Regions from separate parts of the Arabidopsis thaliana genome. Here region 1 is linked to region 2. Evidence: chromatin contacts called from public capture Hi-C data. All regions are on one chromosome and are shown on one strand. The core of a region is the stretch at or near the end of the contact, and the rest is flanking DNA. Distances in the headings are between cores, read along the strand shown.

Evidence for each region. Capture Hi-C pulls out chosen DNA fragments and counts their contacts.
Region 1: a capture Hi-C map of seedling shows a contact between it and region 2, with 2.4 times the contacts expected there. The contact joins the promoter of AT4G09420 here to the promoter of AT4G05700 in region 2.

What each region holds. Positions count from the first base shown.
Region 1 is chr4:5,961,911-5,967,133 of TAIR10.1, forward strand. AT4G09420 (Disease resistance protein (TIR-NBS class)) reads right to left here and starts at 2,144. Exons shown (of 2, transcript NM_117010.5): 1 at 1,412-2,144; 2 at 69-1,327. The coding sequence starts at 1,866. The coding sequence ends at 409. It also overlaps the pseudogene AT4G09425.
Region 2 is chr4:5,848,732-5,854,734 of TAIR10.1, forward strand. AT4G05700 (a long non-coding RNA gene) reads left to right here and starts at 2,264. Exons shown (of 1, transcript NR_141895.1): 1 at 2,264-2,468. FBH2 (basic helix-loop-helix (bHLH) DNA-binding superfamily protein) reads left to right here. Exons shown (of 5, transcript NM_116987.5): 3 at 78-143; 4 at 514-582; 5 at 716-1,032. The coding sequence ends at 769.

The DNA.
Region 1 (5,223 bases), core at 894-3,393, 110 kb after region 2:
TTTAGACTAGAGATGGATACAAAAAAAAATGAAGATGAATCAGGACCAGGGTTCGAACTTCGAAGAGATTGAACATGTGAAATCTTTGTGATTACTCTGAACTCTAGAAAACATTGGAAAAATCTCTGCTTTGTAAATTTTGCTTCAACGACGTAAATCCTATTCCTATTTACTATACATTGCTCTGCTTCTACTCAACAAGCTTTACCAGGTTATGCACTTTTGTGTTACTACTTTCATTAGCTTAGCCTTGAGATGGAGACAATAAAATTTCAAAAAACCATAAGAGAGATATTTTACATAGCAAAAACTTTCTATCATACATCATGATTCATGACAACTCATCTATCAGTTGGCATTGTTGATCGAGTTTGGAATACCAACATCTCCCTGTGGTGGAGAATTTCATCAGTTTAGAGGAAAGATAAATGTAGGGACTTTTTCTCTTGTGCAGCTTTTCTTCATTACTTCCATAATTGCTTTTTCTTGGCCTCCCTCCAGTCTTTGCAGTTCCTTCTCCCAATACTTGCCATCCTTGTCTTGTAAAGAAGAACCGAGGATTTTAAGAAGCAGAGGAAGGAAACCAGCTACCCGGACAGCACGAAAGGAGAGTGATTCAAAACTAGCTGGAGGGTGTTGCTGGTTGAATGCAGATTGAGAGAAGACTTGAAGAGCTTCATCGTATCTCAGAGACTGGACCTCGTAGACATGCTCCACACCAAAGTCATCTAGCAATTTCTTGTCCTGTGTAACAAGGATGACTCTGCTTCCAGGAAAACACAAGCCGACAATGTTTGCGATTTCCTCTAACTGTTTGATGTTATCTACACAATCAACGACTAGCAAACTTCTCTGGTGTGAAACCGTCGATTTGATAAAATCAGAGGCCACAGTCAGAGTCCTTGTCACCGTTTGAGTGCCCTCTTGAATCTCCTTTGATGTTAAAGATTTTTGTGAATGTGACTCATCGGTATCTTGCTTATAAATCTTTCCGGCATTGTCTACAAACACATGGGCATGGAAGTTTTTGAATAGTTCTTCATACACATATCTCGCTAGCGTGGTCTTGCCGACGCCTCCTTGACCGCAAATCCCAATCAAGCGAACTTCCTCGTTAGATTTTAAATCCAACAATTCGTTCAGTGCTAGCATATGACGATCCAACCCGATCAGTCCAACGTTTTTTGTTGTCAATGAATTGATCTGCTTGTTTGAGACAGTATGCGAGATGGTTGCTTTCAGATTGATCTGCTTATCCTTATCCAATAGAATTTGCTTGACCTGACTTGTAATAACCATATCGATCGTAGTCTCGTCGTCATGGATTCTGTGGTTAAAAAAAACAAAAGGATTAACTATGAAAAAGTTGAAAGCACAAATAGACTAATAGAGCAGCATCTTGTAAAAGTACCGTGAATCTGAGCGGGATATGTTGATGAGTTTGATAAGAGCAATCATCCATGCTTGAACCTTCTCAGATGGATATTCTTTACCAAGCTTTCTGAAGGACGCTGCGAGTTCTTTAATCTGGTTTCTTACATCATCATAATCAACTCCGTAGAAGATGGGCAGAATGGAGATACGGCGTTCATCGTGAAAGTTTACTATCGTTTGGAGCTCGTTCAGGCACTGAGCAGAGATCGCATAGCTCTGGGAGATCACCACAACAGCGACTTTTGACTCCCTGATACCTTCGCTTCGCTCAGAACCTAAGGACGAGACTCCCTTCTCTAGATCGTCATCTTTCATTGTAATGCCATTTTCAGAAAACGAACTGCGAAGATCCGAGACTAAAGTTTCGGCTTCTACGCTAAAACTCAGGAAGACATCAAACTTGGGGGTAGAAGATGAAGAAGAAGAATACATTGAAGAAAGTGATTCAGAATTTGCTAGAGAGATTAGGAGTTGCTAAATTATTCTAAATTCTGAATTGTTCACCACACTAATAATATAATCGATTTTTTTTACCAACTTTCTCTTTATAAATATGATAGCAAACCATTCAATCCCTCTTGTTAAACTAAGAATTTTAATGTCATGCATTTAGAAGAAAAAAAAAACTACATACATAATCCTAATTTTGATTAAAACATTGCCTTCTATTTTATTTTAGTATGGCCTTTGGGAACTCTGTGTCTAGTTACCGTCTTGTTGGCGACAATAGAAAGCAACCAAGCTGTATATTAAGACTTTTTAGTTGCTTGGATTGGGACCATAATGTGCTAAGTTTGACGTGGACATATGTTTTGACTTTTTTTTTGGCTCTAATCACAAAACTAGTATCAAATATATTTGTTTATCATATGTTATATCTAATATTTGATTTAATCATATAATACAAATAATTATCAATCTAGCACATAGATTTTTTCTTTTAAAAGGTTGTGGTCTTAGACAATTGTTCTTTTAAGTCGTGAAGCACCTCGCCTGTTGGGAACTATGTCGTTATCTGGTTATTAATAACAGTAGCCTATAAGCTGTACATTTAAGACTTAGTAGCCTCGACTTAAAGACAATAGAAAGCAATCAATTATATATTACTCCTTCTGTCCCATAAAGATAAATTTTTTAGAAAAAATATTTGTCCCACAAAGATAGAAGTTTTATATTTCCAATGCAAATTTTAAAACTGTTTTCCCGTTTTACCCTTACTAATTAGATAAATATTTATTATTATTTTTAAAGTATATTAAGAGGTTAAAATTATCTTTATACAATATTTCTTAAAGAATGTGAAATTTCTAAAAAATTCATCTTAGTGGGACGGACGGAATAGTATATTACGACTTAGTTGCTTGGGTTGGGACCACTGTGGTAAGCTCGACGCAGACATATGTTTTGACCTTTTTACATCTCTTTAATCACAAAACTAGTATCATATAGTATATTAGAGAAAGTCCCATTATGCGTGGATGAAACTAATATAATAAAATTAAAAAAAATATAATATTCTAATTAATGTATATTAAAATAGATTTAGTTATTTTCACTTATACTAAAAATAGTTATTAAACACAAATAATTATAAAGATATATTAATTATATTTTTATTTCCAATAGTAGATCCCAAATTTCATCTCAAAATGGTAGTTTAATATATAGTAGTTTACATATTTTAATGACTATTTTTCTAAATATATCATATATCTATTAGTAAATAATTTTAGTTAAACTACAATTAATGATAAATATTGCATTAGTAAACAAAGTTAGAAAAAACATTGTCTTATTATATATGATATATATTTTGATCAAGATAGTTGATCTAATTTTATTACAGATAAATGATCAACTTATCAATTTCTATACATACGAATACGATTATAATAAACAGTTAAATAACTTCACCTCTCTGCAATACTCAGATTGATACCATACATATGAATTATGACAGACAACGTTTACCCCTTCAAATTGTAAGAAATTGCATTTTTTGGAAATCAAATTACATACATAATGTATAAGCCTTTACATCTTTGATCATTCGGTCAAAGACTTCCACAATTACTATCTTATATTTAAAATGTAAAATATTTGTTTTTGTAGTTAAAACAAATTGACAAAATAATAAATTTTTTAAAAATCACTGAATTACGTGAAGAAAATAAAATGTGTCATCGATTATGTGAAGCTGGATCTGCGGACTTTGGTTAACATTGACAGCTCTATGAGAAACGCCGAAACGGTAGTGGACCTGAAAAATAAACTAGAATTGATCAAACGGGATATATATATATATATATATATCTAAAAGGGAGACTTATAAGGAACAGTAAGACAACTGAAGTTTGGTGATCTATATGCTAAGTCTCAAAAAACACTCTAAGAGAATCAGAAGGTCTCAGAAGTCTGTTTTAGGCGAGCTAAGGAGGTGGCGACATCAGGTCTGGTTTAGGCGAGCTAAGGAGGTGGCGACATCAGAAGTCTGTTTTAGGCGAGCTAAGGAAGTAAGAGAGAGAAGAGAACAATTGTAGAGAGAAAGAGCTCGAGTTTGAGCTAAGTGTTTTTAGTGAATTCCGGAGACATCTCCGGCGAGACGTAGGGTTCCACATCGGAGCCTGAACTCGATAAATTCCCGTGCGTCTCTTTTACGTTTTTTCTTTGAATCCGATCTCAAATCAAGTCAGAACCTGAAATCGATCCAATTTCTGAAGGTTCAAGGTTCACAAATTGGTATCAGAGCTAAAGGTTTAGCTCAAGAAGGTAAGATCGAATCAAAGATGTCGAGTACGAAGTTAAAGATTTCTCAGTTTGATGGATCCGGTGACTTCTCACTATGGAAGACTCGGATGTTCTCTCATCTAAGAGTGATGGGGTTAAAAGACGCTCTAGTGGAACAAGAACAGTTACCTCCTCTGAAAGATGAAGAAGAATCAGATCCTGCAAAGAAAAAACAAAGGATCGATGAAGAGAAGGCAAGAATAGATCGAGACGAGAAAGCGATGGATATGATCTTCATAAACGTCGGTGATAAGGTTCTCAGGAACATCGAGAACTCAAAGACTGCAGCTGAGGCATGGGCAACACTCGATAGATTGTATTTGGTAAAGTCTCTCCCAAATCGAGTCTACCTGCAACTTAAAGTCTATAATTACAGAATGCAGGATTCAAAGACTCTCGAAGAAAATGTTGATGAGTTTCTAAAGATGATCTCAGACTTGAGTAACCTTCAGATTCAGGTTCCTGATGAAGTTCAAGCGATCTTGATACTTAGTGCCCTACCTGACAGTTATGACATGCTCAAGGAAACTCTGAAGTATGGGAGAGAAGGCATCAAATTGGATGAGGTCATAAGCGCTGCGAAGTCTAAAGAACTGGAACTAAGGGATAGTTCAGGAGGATCAAGACCAGTAGGTGAAGGTCTATACGTCCGAGGTAAATCTCAAGCTGGAGGAGTGGGAAATAAGTCAACAGAGGGCAAGAAAGTCTGTTGGATATGTGGAAAGGAAGGACACTTCAAAAGACAATGTTACAAGTGGCTTGAGAAGAATAAAGGAAATAGTGCAGGAGAAACAGCACTGGTAAAGGATGATGCTCAAGACTTGGTCGGTTTAGTTGCCTCAGAAGTAAACATTAGTGAGGATAAAAACGATCAGGAAGAATGGATTATGGATACTGGGTGTTCATTCCACATGACACCAAGAAAGGAGTATCTGATAAACTTTGAAAAGGCTAAGTCAGGGAAGGTTAGAATGGCTAATAATTCTTACTCTGAGGTCAAAG
Region 2 (6,003 bases), core at 1,014-3,513:
TGCACTGTATGCTTCATTGAACAGAGGATTGTTCTGTTCTGGTCAGTGTATATTTATCTTTACCTTTCATTGTGTAGGTACGAAGGACGCGGATTAGTGATCGGATAAGGAAGCTACAAGAGCTTGTACCTAACATGGACAAGGTAATATAATTTTCAGCTTAGGTATAATCTGATGACCTCGGTTACACAATTATATTGACTAGAAATAGGTCAAAGATTATCTATGCTTAAATCAAGTGTAGAAGTTAGAGGTCAAATTAAATATGACTGTTAATGGTTGTGATGCAACTTCAGAGACACGGTTCTCAGCTCTGTAACTAAGTAATTCACAAACTGTGGAATGGATCTTGATATGGACTTGAATTGTTGTCACCTCGATCAAATAAGTATGAACTTGGTTTCCTCTCTATAGATTATGAACAAACTGAGGAAAACTTTTGGTTTTGGTATATATGGAGATTTGGAATCTAGGCTTTGAGTATATCGGTTAACTTTTTTGTCTTTGTTGCAGCAAACCAACACTGCAGACATGTTAGAAGAAGCAGTAGAATACGTGAAAGTTCTTCAAAGGCAGATCCAGGTAAATTATCTAAGTTAATATATATACACACAAAACCTTTTAGAGGAACCCAATAGATGAATTAAAAATGATTAGTCAACAGTATATAGTAAAAAGAGTTATGAGTTGGTTTATTTTGGTGTGGATAATATAGGAGTTAACAGAAGAACAGAAGAGGTGCACATGCATACCTAAGGAAGAACAATAAGGTTTGCTCCTGATTTGTTTTATATTTGCTTAACGGCAATGATCTGATCGAAAAATTCGAAAGATGATCTTAGCTTGAATTTAGATGGATGTCATGTTGAAAAGTATATTATTTGATAAATGGATGTAGGTGTAATATAAAATTTTTGTACAATAATGAAGAAAGTTAAAAAGAATTAATGAAAACATATATTCTTTATGATATTAGTGAAATGACTTTGATTTCATGTTGTTTGATTATAGTAAAGTATTTTCAAGATGTGTATTACAGTGTTTTTAAAACTCATTCATACAGTTACAGCTAACATACTAGATTACTAACCATCATGGAATAAGATTGCTTAGTGGTGCAACCAATCCGCAACGAGTTTGCAAACGAGGACAGAATTGCTCGATGTTTTGTCGAACCGGCAAGATAATCGGGTCTTTGTTTATTGCAGTGTAGATTAAATCTTATAGCGAAAAAGGGTTAATCATCTTACTAAATCCGCTGCAATCAGTTTCGAAATAAATCATTCCGCATACCGCGCTACCAAAAGTAGTGTAGTGTCAGGAGTTCTTAGTGTAAAGACATGAAATATATTTGAAATCCTTTCAAACCAATTAGATGAATCTGGTTGAAGCCATCAAATTAAAACCAAACTGGCTGCACATTTTTGTTTTGGTTTTCCATGAACCATCAACTTGAAAACAAAGAACAAGGGAGTTCAAAACATAGAAGGGATGATAAGCTCTGGAACGACTCCCATGCCTTCACCAATGTACTCTGCTACACCTAATCTTGGACTCGCATCCACGCTTTGAGTTCATCTCGCAATCACAAAATATTTTGTCAAGGATCTGGTTTCTACATATTTAGTATTGTTATCGTTCCTCGCTTTCGAGTTATACCAAGCTAACCAAGGGTAGAAACCACTATGTTCCCTTGTTCCATCTTGATTTCGAACTCTCCATAATAGAAAGTCTAAATTCGTGAATACGGAATTCGTTGGGAACACCACATGTGCTGATGGAACTGAGTCACTATTCTAGACTCTTTGTCTCAGCTACGAGCTAGTCAGAATTAAGAGTATATTTTCCTACTCAATTAGATCTTGAATTTTTTCGGTTTATATTCCACCATTTAGCCTCCTGGTCAATCAATGAATCAACTCTAAAATGGGGATATCAATCTTGTAATCAACCAAAAAAATAAATTCTTACAGTAAATTATGAAGATGATTGTCTTTCTATTTTTTCTTTTATTGTCCCGCTATAACATTAATCAAACTATAGCATAGCACCTATCATCACACGGATTGTTTCGTCCCATTCAACAATTTTTGGGACTTTGCCTACAATTTTGCACTCTCAATTCTCATTAGAAAAAAGAAGCCTGAAAATTATCAGAAACATCTAATTTCAATAAAATTGAGATGAAAAAATAACTAGCTTGCTATAGTTCAAAACAAAATTCATAGATGCAAACAGAAGAAGATTCACAAAACATCCAAAAAGACGTAGTAGAATAACGCTTCTCTTTAATGAACTTCACATCCGCCAGGATTTCAGATGACCGCTCGATAGCTTGGTTGAGAATCTTCCTCCTATGAAAAAGAAACTCTTCAGTCTTCTAGAATCTTCTCCAAGCTTCTAGACTCCAAGCCAACCGCCATAAACTGACTTTACGAATTTCCATTTGTTTGCTCCACGATGCTCTGTTTTCTTAAACTACTTTGTGAGGTACTTTGACTTAGTACAGAAACTCCTTCAGAGGTTGCATCTTCAACTGAATCATCAAGCAACCATCACCAGATTAATTGAAGTAAAAAAGGCTCGAATCAAACCAAATCAGCATTTGTTATTCACATGTTGTTTACATGTATGTCACATACCTAAACTATGGCGATCGTGATCGAGAATAAGATAACATCGACGAGTCTGAAAACTATGGTCTATGTGTACAGTGTATATACTATGTAAATGTTCCGAACATTAAGCGTGGTCTTTATGCCAACCTTCTTGCTCATAATCCTTATGTTCATATAATAAACTATGTTTTCAACATCTTAAATCTATCCAGTCCGAATAAATTCACTTCACGGACTAAGTTTTTGTTGGAAGAGATAGATTCTGATGGAAAAAGGAATATAAATATCAGCTTATTAAGAGTAGCATTTCTAGCTTTATTTGCCACCATCCAAAAGTTTCAACATCCTAACTATTAATTGGGAATCACTGGATATTAAATAACCCTATAAAGTGTAAAATATTACATAGAATGCCATTGGCAAAATTATAATCTATGAGTAAATGAAAATAAGCGTTCAAGGGTAAAATCATAACTTCCAACGTAAAATACCCATGGATCTTGGGCGACTGGTTCGGAAATACACGCGGATCCTGGGTTTAATTTTTGGATCGGCACGCGGATCCTATGGATCGATCTGGACGGTTGAAAACATAACAATTTATTATTACTTAAGTTCACAACGATCATTGGTTTGATCCTGGCAATCTGGAAAATAATACCATAAAACCAAAATTAAGAAGATATTATTAAAACAATCGTATCCCAATAGTTAAGGTGATTTCTAAATTTGTTATCAATCAGTTACCAAAAGAATCCAAATTCTACATAAACAGGATATTCATTAGCTCACAAATGAAGAATTTACCTAAAATATATATTCAAAAGATTGATTCGCAAGCATATTCTTTAGATCTAATAGGTTGTAACCGTAGCCGAACTCTTTTCCTATAAATATAGGATGTCTAATACCCTCTTCAAGACTCATTAAGCTAGCAAACGACATCTATACCTTTCTTACTCATTTTATAGCTCCTAATTCAAGCGTGTTGGTGTTACTCAAATTGTTTTGAGGAGAAGAAATTACTGTTGCATTGATTTGATTATATTCTATGTTCTTAATAACAACTCGAAATAAGTGTTATTTTACTGTTTTCCTTTTTCCAGATTCTAAAACCTTATATTAAAAAAAGCTAAACTTTGTTTTTCAAAAGTTTACGGTTTCTAAAGATATATGGTTAAATCTAAACCTTATGTTTGAAACAGCTAAAGTTTTGTACTTTGAATCTCTTATTTACTACTTGCATTTTAACAAACTACGGCAAAACTAGGTTTTGTTATTAACATGTGATTAATGATTATCAAACAATAGCAGAAAGTTTTGTCCATCCAAACTATTATCTACTACTTTCATTTTAACATAATAGGCCAAAACAAGGTGCTCTATTATGAAGTAACTTCAATTAAATTTTTGGATCAGTAGTTAAATATGCATATCCAATAACCAAAATGTAAATATTCTGATCCACTAACCTATATGTTTTTACATATAGATTTCTGAATAGATCCAATGACCAAATGAGATTGCCTCCTCCATATATAAAGGTTTATAGAAATACCATATAAAGGTTTATAGAAGTGATTGATTTATTCCATTCAACGATTTACAATATATATACACAAGAGAGACTTGCTGAGCACACTTATAATCAATATGAGTATATACAATATTACAAACATGGAAGATATGATTGGAATCAATCAAGGAGATGATTGATATCCTTAATACCATATTCTTAAATTACCCGCAAATGATGCTTCACCTGAAATGAATACATTGATATTTGTTTATAACATGCTTACATTTTCAAAAACATCTATTGGTTTCTAATGATCGTATCAATTTGTTTCCTTTCTTTATCTTCATCTTTTGGGAACATCATTACATTTATAATTAGTTGAAATCTATATACAAACTAAATAAAGTAGAACTCTTATCAGGAAACAATATCTCGAGTGTAAAAACAATATCTGTCCAAACAAATAAGATAAGATTCAGTAATATATTAAATACATAAAAACAAACGAATAAAGAAAATATGTTAAAGAGGCTTGCTAATTGGGGTCTACGAGTGGCGGAGGTAGTGTAGAAGGAGGGGGGTCAGTTGACCCCCATAAAATTTATAAAATTTTCATTATAAGGTAAGTTTATGTATTGATAGGTACATATTTAATGTTAAGTTTCTAGAATGACCCCCATGCCATATGATGGATTTCTGTATTTGACCCCATACATATTCATTTTCCATATAACCTTAGTTTGTTTTTTCCATTTTTGTTGGATTAAATCTGTAAAATCTTTCATATACATTTTTCTCCTTATTTTGAGATATCCTGTTATAATTTTTTCCTATATTCTTTTTAATATTGTTTTTAACATCTATTTTTAAAAAATCATGAATCAAGATAAACACAACAATAATTAATCTCTAAATTATACTATACATTCTGATCGAAAAAAGTATATTAAGGTTTATTTTAGATGACAAAATTTAATATTTTTGAAAAAATATAAAACAACAATTTATACTTTGGATATATTGTTCAATATAAATAAATATATAGAGTTACATATAAATGACTCCCGTAAACAAAAATTCTGCCTCCGCCAATGACTACGACTCTACGTAACATGTAATTTGGCCACATAAAATGTATTCGTCTTCACTTAATTAAACTTTTGGTGTACAGTTTTTCTGAATTACCAAATATTAATTTATAAACAATAATGTTGTATTACTAAAAATTAAAATTTACACATTTTAAAATCTAATATTGTTTTTAAAAAATTACTATTATGTTATAATTATTACACACCTAAAATCTACAACTGTTCAAATTATTTGTTATGCACCAAACTATTTTTTTTAATAAAACAATTACAAATGATGGAATAAAACGTTAGCTTTTTTAATAACTAATCAAACAGAAAATAAATATGTGCACCAAGAATTATTTTAATAAACAAAAGCTATTTTACCAATTTAGCTTTGTCAACTCAATATTATAATTTCTATACTATTATATAGTTCACAAACAAACAAAAAAAACAATTCTTAACTAAACCTTTCTGCAAACACAAATATTTGTATGTTATCACCTGCACATAGCCACATAGGGTCATCATCTAATTCACCCGCAAATAACTATATCTGAAATTTAATATGCTATTATTATTTAATAAATACTTTTATATGATTTTATTACAGAAAATAAAACAATAAATTTAAAATACAAATATATATAGATTTTATACTTTACATATCAAAACCCCGCCCGTATATGCGGGTCAGGATCTATTTCGTTTTAATTTGTCTAGGAAGTAACAAATAAAGATATAAATGTTACCTCGAACCTAGTTTTAAAACACATTTAAATGTACAATC